Linked DNA regions of Mus musculus: region 2 is linked to region 1. The links are chromatin contacts, called in public promoter capture Hi-C maps. All regions are on one chromosome and are shown on one strand. Each heading gives the region's core, a stretch centred on a gene start, on an enhancer-like site or on the middle of the called end of the contact. The rest is flanking DNA. Distances are from core to core; before and after follow the strand shown.

Region 1 (6,993 bases), core at 2,670-5,169:
TGATGAACAGCAGTATGGAAGTGTAAGCCGAATAAACCCTTTCCTCCCCAACTGATTCTTGGTCATGATGTTTGTGCAGGAATAGGAAACCCTGACTAAGACATAGCCCTTAAGACCAGTGGAGCCTACTAACATTCTGATGGCATACCCTAACCCTGTGCTGTCCAAGACTCCACAGTGAAGAAGAAATGGACACCTCAAACCCTCAGGTTGATAGAGGATACCAGAGAAAGAAACCATTCTCCCAGAAACAAGTGGCAAGGTTCCGGTAAGCAACCTTCACCAGATCACTCATCTGGGGTCCACAAAATTTCTAAGCTGCTCAAACCATGTGTGTTATACCTAGACTGGACACCCAGTGCAGGATGTCTCAGTTTGATGCCACGTGTTATACCTAGACTGGACACCCAGTGCAGTGTGGCCTCAGTTAGATGCCAAGTGTTTGCTTAAGTCAATCCAAAACAGAGAGTCCTTACCCAGGAAGGAGTCCGAAAGACAGGGCAACACCTCCTTGAATTCTGGGAAAACTGACTTCATTGAGATCTGGCCTGCCAGGGGAGGATACAAGTACTTGCTACTTTTTATAGATACTTTTCTGGGTAGATAAAAGTGTACCCTATCCAGACTAAAACTGCTCAAATAGTAGCTAAAAAAATCTCCTCCAGGAACTGGTCCCCTGATTTGGCCTCCCTATAGCAATGGGATCCAATAATGGCCTGGCTTTCATAGCCTAATCTTTCAATTAATTGCTAAAGTTTTAGATATTGAAAACTATATGCACAACTTTATTGTGCATAGAGACCTCAGAATTCTGGCCTAAAAAAGTAAACAGGACATTAAAAGAAACTCTAACAAAACTCTCCACAGAGTCTCTCCTTTAAAGCTAGGCCTCCCTCCTTTGCTTTAACATAGTCTGCCTTATCCCACATAGGGAGGGATTTAGCCCCTATGAAGTTCTCTTTGGAAGGCCTGTCTCACTGCTTCCCAGGCTCAGAGACCAGCAGTTGGCGGGACTCCCACTCCTGTGGCTGTGAAGGTATTACATTGTGGATCCACCACACCCAGGTCAAGAAAGTGGGAGCTCAGATGTGGCCAAATGGACAGTCTCTAGACTATGGAAAATAAAGATTACACTGAGGCCCTGGGCCATTCTACTCCCTGCCCCACCACTTTCTCCTGAAATGTGTGTTTTGCACTATAGCTATAAACACAGGGTTACAGTCTGGCCCCTGCTGCCCTCAGGCCTGGACTGGAAACTGAGGAAGACAGATACAGAGAAAGTATTAGTCATGGCTGTCACAAGATGAAAGATGAAACCAGGTCTAGTGTGACTACAAATCAGCAGCCCATATTCCAACCACTACCTCTGCTCACTGACGCCCACTCTGAGTGTCTCGTTGTATTGGCAAAAGGAAAAGATATGGGAATTTATCTTTTAAGACAGAATTTACAACTCTATGCATTCCCTGTGCCTGCTTCTGTCCCAAGGTTGCCAGAAACAAGGGAGTTTCCACTGCATAAATTGGGGTTGTAAAACTGAGGCTTCCTGAAATTTTCCTTTAAAAAAAATTCTGGCATTTAGGAAACAGGAAAGACCTGGGGAATCAGACTCTATGTCACAGGGAGGGACACTGGGGATCAAGTTAATCATTCCCAGCAGGAAATAGGCCAGGATTGCTGGATGCGCTTAGACTCCCACCTCCTTCACAACACAGATAAGAATGAGCCAGACTATCAACCCGCTGACTGACAAAGCTCGATGTGACTGGGGGCAGCCCAGATTAACATCAGAGGACTTACAACTTACAATAGGCTAAAATTTGCCCACTGTAATATCCCAAAACTGTTAACCTAGGCAATTCCCCTGATTGAGATGCCAGTCATTCTGCCTTTTGTGTTAATTCATCTGGACAACAGCAATATTACTGGGCCCCTGAGACTTACTTGGTGGGCACGCACCAATGGTTTGACTGAATGTGCCTCTTCTGTTGCTTTGCAAACTAAGTAGACAAGTTGATCAGGACCTAGAGGTATTATAACAACAGGTAGATTCCCTTGCAGAAATGGTCATACAAAATTGGAGGCTTAGACTTACATCTCCTGAGCTAAAGGAAAATATGGCTTTGGGGGGGAAATTGTTGTCTCTATGCTAATTGACCAGAGTAATGTAAAAGAATGTTGCTGGGTTGGGAAAAAACGCAGAGAGAGAGGAGAGACAGAGACACAGACAGACACTGAGATTACTCAGACAACTGGTACCAGGCTCTGTTCTCCTGGTCCCCTGGCTAACTACTCTGCTGCTAGCATTGACTGGGTCTTTAATTCTCATTCGAACTGAATTACTGGTGGGCCCTGTATCTTAAACTGTAAGTATTAAGACTGAGCTCAGACTTGCACTAACCCTTCCACCTTAGCCTCCCCAGACCCGGAATGAGGCCATGGGCCTCCTTACTTGACTTCCACTCCTAATCTCTAAGTTCCCACATGCTTTGCCTCTCAAGACAGCTTTGCTCTTCCATTGATGAGCAGCTGGGTTTCACAAAGTCAGTATGTTAAGAGATAAAAAACAACCACTGCCTTCTCTTTGAGGGGCAGATAGATTGACATAGGAATCTGTCACATGCTATGTGAATCTATGTTCAAGACAGAAAGCGAAAGGACACTGGCAGCTACACGGGATCCTCACAGCCTCGCCTCACCTCACAGACCCAAGTCTTCTGGCTGAAGAGTTTTGATTCCAAGGAGGCTCAGTCTCCCCAGCCACACCTCACACTTCAGAGATAGATGAATGGAATATCTCTGTTCTTTTCTCCCAACACAGTACATGTTGGCTTGAGAACAAGCAAAGAACATAGTTTTCCTCCATAGTAGGGGTGTTCATTCCACAACGGCAAGGTTTTTAGTGGGTGGATGAGAGGAAATACACTTATTTTCCAAAACCACTCAAATACAGAATCAGTCTCCAGCACAGGACACAGGTGAGCTGAGAGGAGCTGACAGAGACCTGAGAATTCTGGGAGAACCTTGATCATGGGGCTTGGGTGGCAGGAGGCCCAGCAGAGGCAGTACACTGCAGCACAGCCAGGGTTCAAGACCAGACACTGCTCCTAAGCTAGACTTGAAATTTATCTTTATTACCTAGGCTGGACTCCATTGCCTGGGAATCACAGACTGAATTCCAAGAACACAGTGAGGAGAAAGACCTTGGGTTTCAGATGACCAGTAAGACCTCTCAAACTTACTGCTCTCAAGTGTGCACTTGGCCTTTCCTCACAGCCCACCCTGGTCCTCTGGGAAAGACGCCAGGTATGGACAAAAGAACCCAGTTCTGTACTGTGCTCTCCCTAGACTAAACAGGTCTGAATTAGGGAAGGGTGCAAAAAAAGAGCTCCTCATTGGTTTCTGGGCTCTGTCTGTGGGGAGACATACAGAAATGAATACAGGAGGAAACAGAAATGCCCAATAATCAGGAGCTGTCATGAAAATACCAAAGAAATCTAATTAATTGTAAGTACTATTTTAAAGCAGTATTTGTGCTGCCATTTTAAAATTAGAAAACATTAATAACATTAAGATGAAGTCCCAGTTAAGAGAAATTGACTGTGCATTGTTCAAATTTCATTTAATTCTTTGACAGTGGAAAAAAAAATCATCCTAAATTAGTTCCATACACTGACTGCTGAGACACAATTTACTCCTTTGTCGTGGCTTCCTCTTCTGTGGTTTGTGTGACTCTTCTTTGTTCAACAAGTGGCAGGACAATGTCAAAACAGAGTGTGAAAATTGAGCCATTCAAGCCTACGTGAGCCTAACGCAACCCTCTCCCTCCTGTCCTTGAGAAGGGTATGGGTCAGGCAGAAAGGAACATCAGTGCACTCGCAAGAACTGAGCAGAGAGATGGCACTCATCCAGGCACACAAGTGAGGCCAAATGGTGAACCACCGATGACACACGCGTGCCAACTCCTGCTTTCCCAAGAGGAGCCCGCTCTGCCCTGCCAGAGGGTAGGAGGTACACAGGAATCCTCTCCACGTTCCCAGAACTTGTTGTGATGTCTTGCGCACAGGGACTGAACACAAGATGTTGTTGGCCTAGACAATGTAACAGCTACATGTTCCAGCAGAGCCCACTCTAGCAAGCTGCCTGGTTCTCTGACACAGCCTGAGGGTCTCCAAGAACCACTTGGGCAGGTTCTTCAGTCCCTCACTGGAGAAAACCCAGTAATGTCTCCAAGGATCATTCCTGATTTCAATGAGGAAACTGTAATTCCTGAGCAGAAAAGTTCTAAACCTGGAGAAGGAGAAGCAGATGGCTTGCAGTGGCAAAGGTCACTACCTAGCAACTGACTCACAGCTCCAAGCTGGGAAACTTAGCTGAGGGGATGTCTAGCTCACTGGGAAACTGGGAAACCTTCACTCTGCCACCTGTTTGTCCATACGTCTACAAGTAGACAGTGAGCTCCTGCCTTGCAGAGCTGTGTAGATCCTAACCTGGGACTACACTTAGACCAATAAGAAATTGTTGTGCCAAGGCAGTTGGCCACAGGCAACCATACACACAGACACCCCTGCCCCCTTAACCAGGGCAAAACCAATTCTCCTACATGTGCCTGACCAGCTCAGACCTAAGCCTAGCCCTCCCTAGTGCTGACTTGAAAATGGATAGATAGTTCTTCCAGACACAGAGCAAAGCACAGAACCACTCTGATGAGAAACACTGCTACAAAGATCCACCCTTCTGACCTAGCACGTCCACACCCGTGACACCTTTATCAACAGTCAGCTATTCTCCAGGGTCAAAACCTTCCCTCTGACTGAGAAGTGTTGATGAGGAAGATATTTTCTTCCCCTTTTGCTGAATAGCAAGCAGTTCTGTTTAGACTGCTACTACAAAGACCCACCCCTAATTAGCAGGGTCACCTTTTAAGAGAAAAGTATAAAATGTTAAAATAGTTATTAGGGTTAACCTTGATTGTCAACAGGATTTTAAAATCTAGAAACAGATCTCTGAGCACATCTGTAAGGGGCTTTCTAGATCACTTTAATAGATGCCCTACCCTAAATATGGCTGGCATTCTAAAAGAAATAAAAAAGAAAGAAAGAGCCAAGCCCCAGCACTGGTTATTCACTCTGCTTCCAGACCATGGATATAATGTGACCAGTGGCCCCAAGTTCCTGCCTTTCCAGCTGCCGTGGAATATACCCTTGAACTGTGAGCCAACGAAGTCTTCCTTAAGTGGCTTCTGTCAGATATTTTATCATAGCAATGAAAAAGTAACTAACACACTGTATGCTTGCCAGCACAGGCAGACCTGAGTTTGTCTGCTGTGGTCTACTGAGGCTTTGAGGCTGCCAGTCCCCTGATGCTGGTGATAAGGTCTGGGGCTCGATGGCCCAGAGGTCAGAAGATATACAAGGCTACTGATCAAATAAACAAAAATAGTAAATACAATAAGAAGAGGCCAAGGACGGGATAAAGTTAAAATGACCTATCCATGTGGTGAAGATTACATCTTGTTTCTTATAGCTAGTTAGGTGGGTAGACACAGAGTTCTAACGCCTGCCTACCCAATGCATGAACAGATATGTATATATAAAAGCTATGCTTGTGTGTCCCTTAATATGTCCACTGAGATCTAACAGACAGAAGCAATGGACAATTGCTTACCATTCTCTGCTATAGGAAACCAAGGCTTACTGCAGCAAAGGCCAATTCCAGAGCTGGAGTGAAGAAACATTCATGAAGAGCCCAGAAAGTATTTTGTCAAAAAGTAAAGGAGTCTTCAAGGATGGCAGGGACACACTAAAAGGACACAGCATGAACGAGCTCCCACCAGGACAGTCGGAGCTTGAAAGCAAATGTTGATAGTAAAGGATTACATAAACCCAATGACTACAAACTGGGGGGGGGGGGGCAGATAGAGGGAGGGAGGGAGGGGAAGACAGGGAGGTAGGGAGGCAGGCATACTCACTCTCTTAGAGCAGAACGACAGCTAACAAATATAGATGAGATAGTGCAATTAGAACATCACTGTTTGGTAACTACCATACTAACTGATGCATCCAAGGAAACAAAGATAGCTAAAGGCCTAATGAGAAACACAATTCTAACAGTTACAAATGTTTGTTTCCCTTATAGAGTACTACTTTTTAACCAAATTGTAAATGATAACCAATTAATTTTATGATGGAAAAAAACTCATCAATTCTGCCCCAAGTAATGAAACATGACAGATCTAGAAATAACAAACACTACATCAGCAGGGCTGGATTCACATCGCCTCTCTGCAGCATTCTTCTCTGCACATCCTAAATCTAGTCATGAGCAAACCTAAACTAATGGCTGTCGCACAAAATAACTAGCCAGTTGTCTTCCAAAATGTCCAAGTCATGAAAGGACAAAGATGAAGGAAGAAGCTAAAGAGCTGTGACAACTGGGAGCATGGATCGGCTCTGATGGACATTTCTCAAAACAGCAACTGGCACAGTATGCAGGGGCCTGAGGCTTAGGTACTGCACGATGGCAATGTTGCCTTCCTGACTAGGGAAGGTGGATGCTTGTTGGACGTATGGAAAGAATGCTTGTTTTTAAGAAATACTTAGGAATATTAAGGGGTGCTGGCTGAAACCTGGTTCCCAAATGATGGGGGGCGGGGGGGGAGAAGATGTGTGTGTTTATGGCATGTGCATGTATATGTGTCTACATCATAGTGAGTGGTGAAGATATATTTGGAAATTTGGGGTGTATTCTGAGAATTTCTGGACATCTGGAACCTGTGAGCACTAGAATCCAGCACTCTGAGCTCTCCATAGCTCACTATTCTTACAGACTGTTCAGAAAGCAGTCACTACTCACTGAGCACCCACCACTCTCCACATTACCAATCCTCTTCAGTTCAAAGAAAGAAAGAAAGCACAAGTCACAGAGTATGACCTCAAGATCATGTTAAGGGACACCTGCCTGGCTCCTTTCTATCAAGGACAATGACTCCTG
Region 2 (7,147 bases), core at 242-2,741, 240 kb after region 1:
TGCATCTTGGGTCACTGTCCCCAAGTTCTAGGCTGGTTTTGCCATAACTAACTAAATGTGCAGTTTCCAGACTACCCCTGGTGAAATGGGGGTGTTCACCATATTAGTGATACATACGGCTGTGGGTTGGGGGGCAGTTCACCTTTGCTGAGGTCCTTGTTGAAGGTAGCCCTCCCTCTGGAAGGGAAGAAAGGACTTCACCCCAGCGGGAATTTGGTCCCCTTCTCTTAGCTTGGTGTCTTTGAAGCTTAGTTTCCCCAAGAGGGAGGGATGGTGGTCTATATTGGTCTATAGGGGGCCTGGTGCCCTGCAGGAGCTGCAGCTGGGGACCGTCTGCGCAGGGTCTGCAGTGGGCGCACAATAGCAGTCATTGTCTTGGCATGGCTGGCTGGAGGCGCCCAGCCCACCCTCAGGGTGACCCCCGCTCGGGTTGTGGGAGGGCTGTCTCCACCCCTGCCACCCCGGTGGTCTCTGCTCTTCCTCCCTTACTGCTGCTTCCTCCAGCTCCCTCTGCTCTAATTAGTTCCTTTTGCAGCTGGAAGAGCCTCCAGGGCTGGCCCAGCACCCTTTGGGGTTGCTGCTGCGGGTTCCCTTCATGGCCCTTGCAGGTGGGTGTGTCTCGGGACACACCTAGCCTACCAGGAGTGAGTGCTACAAAGCATGGCCTTTGGTCCCTGATCGCAGCCCTGCAGCCCAGGGTGAGAGTCACTCAGCCATCTGACCAGTAGGAAAACAGGCACAGGTGGTTTCTCCGGCAAGTCTTTCAGGCGGGTGGACTCCCTACCCCTGGGTATTGTACCCATGAGAGAGGGTGGTATCCCGTCCCTTTGGACCAGTAAGTTCCGGAGACCCACTGGTTCCAGATATCCTGAACTATAAGGGCAAGCTGCTGCTGGACCTTGGCTAAGGAGGTGATGGCTTCACTTTTCCCAGGATCATGGCCTGCCATTGTCCTTGTTCCAGGCATTTAAGTCTGGCTGGAGAGCTGAGCTGCAGAGTCAGTTAGAAGAATGGGGGACCTGCCTTTCTCCTCCCCCTTTCATCTAGCTCTAGGACAAAACCAAGCTGAAGCCAGATAGGCTGCTGCTGGCTGGGAGTAGGAGTGAAGAGGTCTTTGAGGTTGGCCATGGTCAAAGCATGAGTGGGGTCATAGGCCATCTGCTCCCTTGGGGTGGAGGATCAGAAAACTAGCAGGACTCGTTGCGACATCTCCTTCCTCCTTTCTTAGGAGGAGTGCAGAGCCTGGGCTGGATCCTGGCTTCCAAGAATGATCCCTACCTCCCTGGACAGAACCAAGGGACAGGAAGTGAAAGGGTATCCCTGGAGACTGGATCTGCTGATGGTGGGGGTGGGGCAGTCATTGGCGTCTCCTTTCCTGCTCTGGGTGCTGGCCTCCTCACCCAGGGAGATGGACCCTAGGTGAATGCTGTGCTGTTCCCTGGAGGTCCTCAGAACCAGATGACAGATCAGAGGCTCCTCCTAGGCTCCCTCTGGTGGGAGGACATGAGACAGGAGCAGGTGCCAAAGGCTACTGCTTGGTTGGCACTGTGACTGAGAGCCAGTGCTTGACTCTCTAGCTCAGGCACCCTGCCAGGGGTCTTTTCTCCATGGTGGGTGGTGGGGGCAGAGAAACCTGTGGCTTTGGGCCAGACGAGGGACCAGGCCACCAGCCCTTCCTGGCTCCTGAATTCTTAATCAGCATAAATATTTACTTCCTTCCTCCCCTTCCAGGCTCCCAGCATAGAGGAGCTTCAGGGAGGTTAGACTGAGACTGCGTCTAAAAATAAACAGGTAGAGACAGACAGACAGATTTAACGGGCTACAGGTCAGGCAGAGGGCAGCCTTTGCCTAGACAGGAATGGATGAGAAGGTCTAAGGCCATCACCATCACCTACCCACCTACATGGGTCTGGGACTCCCAAGAGGGTGGTGCTCTGGTCACCAGGGTATGATACAGTGAGTCTCTGGTCCAAGCGTTGTCTGAGCAGTAACAAGTGCATCTGACAGCCTCAGTGGGGACAAGTTACAGACCTGAATCTCACAGTAAACAGGTTTCCTGTGCTCTGATGATGCAGCCCTGTGTGCCCAGATTCCATGTAGCCACATGTAGTGGGAGCTGGAGATACATCCTTACAAGCAGGATTGCATTGCAGGCCAAGGAAGGGTGCACACTGTGTACTGGGGAATGCCGCTGAAGCTTGGAGTTTGAGGGCATAAGAGGGAAGCAAGGGACGACCAGGTAGGAGAAGCTGCCCTAGAGCCTTGGCCTGGAGAACAGATGGGAGGAACACAGTGAGTGACTGTCCTCTCTGCCATCTCCGCCCCATGTAAGGGCACAAGGTCTTACAAGCCCCCGAGGACACACTCAGCTGCTCCAGGTATTTTTCAGGTTTTTCCTTCCATGCCCACTTTGTATTAAATACAGTAGTAGAGTCTTTTAGTGTGGGTGTTCAGTAAAAAGATTTTTGCAGTGTGACAGTCTACACGAACAAAGGCCAGAGAAACAAGTGGGAGGTCTCTCGAGGGCGGAAGGTGAGGTGTTTGGTGTGGAAGGGCTGGCCTTGTGCTGTGAAGACCCCGCAGTTGCATGAGAGGAGGAGAGTCGCAGTATGAAATTTTAAGAATGTTACCACTAGCTTTTTCTACCTACTGTCCTTTTCTGGTCCTGCAGAACAGGTCTGGCCACAGTCCTCAGCTGCCCCCTGGTGGCAGCCAAAGCTCACTGGCCCTGGTTTTTGTCACAGCCTCTTTTACCTGGGAGGTTCAGTCCTTGTTCTTGCAGAGCCTTGCCTGGGACCAGCCCTCAGGCTGCTTTCCTTGGAGGTGATAGTCCCCTGCCCTGACCGGGCATTTCTGGCACGCTTAGTGGGTGCTTAACTGGTCACCAAGGACTACTGCTTGCATCTTGGAGGATTTTTGCTGCTCCTGGCCTCCTTTTAGGTCTCCGGATTCAGACTGGCAGGCCTCCTAAGCGTAACTTCCCATCTATCAGAAGCAACAGTTGGGGCTTAGCCAGCTAGTTTCTGGGAGATGTAGCTTCAAGTCTGGCCATTCTGCCAGACTGTGAGTTCTGCGTGATTGGGGGCAGTCTCTAACACTCCCATGATTAAATGGAGACTATAAACTTGGCCTATCCCAAAAGGCTAGTAGGGAGTGGCAGTGGAATGTAATTTGACTCTCCAGGATGCCAGTAAGCCAGGCCATTTAGGCTGTCCTCTCTACTCCTCTGCTCCCAGAAGTTTCAATGGGTATAGCTGAAAGAGAAACCTAAGGCTACACGACCTCTCCTGCAGGTTCCTGCCTCAAGACCAGTTGGGTACATCTTTGACACGCCCTCCCACCATGCACTCCTTGGACGAGCCCCTCGACCTAAAGCTGAGCATCACCAAGCTCCGAGCGGCAAGAGAGAAGAGAGAAAGGACACTGGGTGTGGTCCGGCATCATGCTTTGCATCGAGAGCTGGGCCTGGTGGACGATAGCCCCGCCCCTGGCTCCCCAGGCTCTCCACCACCAGGTACTTCACCCGTCAGCTGGGGCCTCAGGCGGGACTGCGCCATGTGTGCCCAACAGGAAGGAGCTTACAGGTTCCAGCTGACAGCGCCACCGGCACTCGTGTCCACTCATCCCTTAAGTGGATGAGATCTGCCTAATTTCACACGGCATGCAGGCATGCATGTAGAACTAGCTCCAACCGAACAAAGCCTATGGAAGGATCTGGAAAGAAGCGGGAGAGGAGTGGGCAAAGCTAAAGTTCCGAGACTGTAGCTGTGGACTCTGAGGTTATTCTATGTATGGGTGGTGACTGAGGGTAGTGATGTGTCTTAGAGATGCTTCGTGCCCACACCTGGGTGGTATTCATCTCATCTGTTTAACCTTCCGAGAACCGGCGTACCATGTGCTTGAGGTGGGAGAGTCAGTCAGCTCATGGAGAATGAATCTAATTTAATAAATCTCAGTGCAGGGTTCCTTCCCGCCTTACGCCATTGACATTCCCCAATGAACACACACAGGACAGACACACACAGCCTCAAGCAGCACAGTAGCAGGGCCTAACCTCCACGCTGCTGCAATCACCTCCCACCCAGAACTCCGAGTTACTACTTACTAGTTTCTGTGTCCATCTTGGCTGCTCTTGACCCAACTGAGCAGCCATCTGGGTCAAGTTCTCTTGGCCCCTTTACATGGCGGCCCTGCTTCTCCCTCCTGCACTCTTCTTCTTCCATGGCCTCTCTCTCCTCTCCTCTCCTCTCCTCTCCTCTCCTCTCCTCTCCTCTCCTCTCCTCTCCTCTCCTCTCCTCTCCTCTCCTGCACACTTCCTAAGGCATGGCAGCTACCTACCTCTTCTCCTCCTCATGGTCCCAAGCTGGAAACCTAACCCCACCCCTCTCTCCTCCCCAACTATTGGCTGCTGGCATCTTTATTTACCATTCAGAATTAACTGGGGGTAGGGTCCTAGAAGCTATGTGCAGACACCCTAGTGCAAACAGTTTTGAAGAACCCAAATTAGCATTTGAATACAAGCAGCTACAAACTTATCCCAGTTTTCCCATTTTATAGAAGGGAACATGGAGGCAGAATATTATAGGGAGTAGGGTAGTCTTGTGTTTCAGTTCCAGTTCTGCTGTTTATCCCATGAGGTAGGTCTCATCTGTAAGATGGGTATTTCTAATTTCCTTCTTTGTTGTTGAGATAACCTTGTGTAGTGTCGGCTGCCTCAGCCTCTTGGGTGCTGTGATTACTCAGGTATAAACACCACAGTATAAAGTCAGCTTCCTGTTTGTGGCAGCCAGCTCTCTTGGTGAAGGTCAGACACTCTGTGACTATGCTAGCTGTTCCTTGGATGTCTGGGGTCCCAGAGGAGTTGGAGTTGGAGATGGTGACAGGGATCCAGAGGTGGTGGGACTTGGTCCACCAAGATGCCAGCTGGCTTCTCTGAAACATGATCTCCTTCAGGTTTCCTGCTGAACCCCAAATTCCCTGAGAAGGTGGACGGACGCTTTTCTGCAGCCCCCTTGGTGGACCTCAGCTTGTCACCACCCTCTGGACTGGACTCTCCCAATGGCAGCAGCTCCCTGTCTCCTGAGTGCCAGGGCAATGGGGACTTGCCTCCACTGCCTACTGCTGTGGTAAGAAAGGGAAGGTTCGCTGGGCGTGGTGGCGTACTCCTTTAATTCCAGCACTTGGGAGGCAGAGGCAGGCGGATTTCTGAGTTCGAGGCCAGCCTGGTCTACAGAGTGAGTTCCAGGACAGCCAGGGCTACACAGAGAAACCCAAAAGAAGAAAGGGAAGGTTCTAGAGAGGGCTCCTTGACAAGTGCCCCCAAATTAGGTGGTTTAAAACAAGAGAAAGGAATTCTCTCAATTCTACAAACTAACAAGTAAAGATGGTGAGAGAGCTGAGCTCCCTAGAAGATTCCAGGGGAAATTCACTCCTTGCTGTTGTAGATTCTGTAATCCTTAGCATTTGTTCCCAGGCTGGTAACTACATCCCGTGTCTCTGCCTGCATCTTCAGCTGGTCCTTCTCCCTGTGTGTGTATGTCTGTGTCCAGGCCTCGCTCCTCTTTGTCATAAAGACAGGAGAGGATCACCTTACAGAAGGACCTCACCTTACCCCATCATCCAGGACAAACTGTTTCCAAACAAGCTCACATGTGGACACCATGAATCAGTACTTCTGTTTGTCTTTTGGGCTGATTTTTTTTTTCCCGTCTTTTTGGTTTTTGTTTTTTTTTTTTTTGTTTGTTTGTTTTATTTTGTTTTGTTTTGTTTTTTGAGGCAGGGTCTCTTTACCTAGCCCTGGAACTTTCTGTAGACTTGGCTGGCCTTAAGATCTACCTGCCTTTGCCTTTCAAGTGCTAGGATTTAAAGGCATGTGACATGTTGATAGAATTTAACACTGTCTACAGGAGGGCAAAAATGGGGGGTGTCTGGGTCTGCCGATGGGGCACTAACTCGCTCCTGTCTTTACTCCTTAGGATTTCCAGCCACTTCGCTATTTGGATGGTGTCCCCAGTTCCTTCCAGTTCTTCTTGCCCCTGGGTTCTGGTGGGGCTCTGCACCTACCTGCTTCCTCCTTCCTTCCCCCCCCCAAGGACAAGTGCCTCTCACCAGAGCTGCCCCTGGCCAAGCAGCTGGTGTGTCGATGGGCCAAGGTGAGTGGGGGCTGGGAAAGTGGTGGGGGCTGGGGCAGCACCCTACTTGGGCTCAGAACCCTGCCTGGCCCCACAGTGTAACCAGCTCTTTGAGCTCCTCCAAGACCTGGTTGACCATGTCAACGACCATCATGTCAAGCCTGAACAGGATGCTCGATACTGCTGTCATTGGGAGGGCTGCGCCCGCCATGGCCGTGGCTTCAATGCCAGGTGAGGAAGCAGGGTGAGGGCAGGAAGTGAGGGGCTGGGTTCCCACTGAGCTGAGTGTGCCCCCCTGGGCTCTTCCTGGAGCAGGTACAAGATGCTCATTCACATCCGGACACACACCAACGAGAAGCCGCACCGATGCCCCACCTGTAACAAGAGCTTCTCCCGCCTGGAGAACCTGAAGATCCACAACCGCTCCCACACAGGTGAGCCTCTTGTGGAGGGGCAGGGGACTGCAGGGAGGGCCTGGAAAGAGGAACAAATCTCATTGTTCACACCCTGCTCCCCTTGTTTGAGATAGGGTTTCTTGTAGCCCTGACTGGCTTCTAACTCTGTAGGCATTGATGACCATGGACTGACAATATTCCTGCCTTCGTCTCCAAGTGTTGGGATTACAGGCATGGCTTTCACATCACCTTGATGTCACTTGCTGGGGTCCACACCTTACAAGGACATGCTCATCTGACACCACCTTAGGGTAGACAGACTGGGCCTGCTCCTCCTCACTGTTCCCTGAGCCCTGCAGAACCACACACACCATCTTAAGTTACTCAAGTACTACATTAAAAGGAGAAAAGCTGGGCACGGTAGCATATACCTTTAATCTCAGTATTTGGGAGTCAGAGGCAGGAGGCAGGAGGATCTCTGCGAGTTCAAGGCCTGCCTGGTCTATATAGCAAGTTCCAGGCCAGCCAGGGATACACAGAGAAATCCTGTCTCAAAAAGCTCAAAAAAACCCAAACCAAACCAAAAAACAAAACAAAACAAAACAAAAAAACCACAAAATT

What was found. Capture Hi-C pulls out chosen DNA fragments and counts their contacts.
Region 2: a contact with region 1 is called in a promoter capture Hi-C map of adipose tissue. The contact joins two enhancer-like sites. A contact is called at or near these places in 1 of 39 promoter capture datasets (pre-B cells), 1 of 484 Hi-C or Micro-C datasets (pro-B cells), 1 of 115 datasets of contacts at active chromatin or transcription factors (embryonic forebrain) and 2 of 9 other capture datasets (adipose tissue and liver).

Annotation. Positions count from the first base shown.
Region 1 is chr16:4,366,447-4,373,439 of GRCm38.p6, forward strand. All of the region lies in intron 2 of Adcy9 (adenylate cyclase 9), which reads right to left. Among named protein-coding and RNA genes, the nearest start is that of Adcy9, 51 kb to the right of the region's middle. Within about 2 kb of position 3,920, at least 67 of the 459 cell types and tissues checked have an H3K27ac peak or open chromatin away from gene starts, as enhancers often do. A contact at or near this core is called in adipose tissue, where this site is marked.
Region 2 is chr16:4,605,305-4,612,451 of GRCm38.p6, forward strand. It overlaps Glis2 (GLIS family zinc finger 2), which reads left to right. Exons shown (of 7, transcript NM_031184.3): 2 at 3,294-3,514; 3 at 4,954-5,126; 4 at 5,976-6,152; 5 at 6,229-6,362; 6 at 6,447-6,565. The coding sequence starts at 3,343. Among named protein-coding and RNA genes, the nearest start is that of Glis2, 14 kb to the left of the region's middle. Within about 2 kb of position 1,492, at least 58 of the 459 cell types and tissues checked have an H3K27ac peak or open chromatin away from gene starts, as enhancers often do. A contact at or near this core is called in adipose tissue, where this site is marked.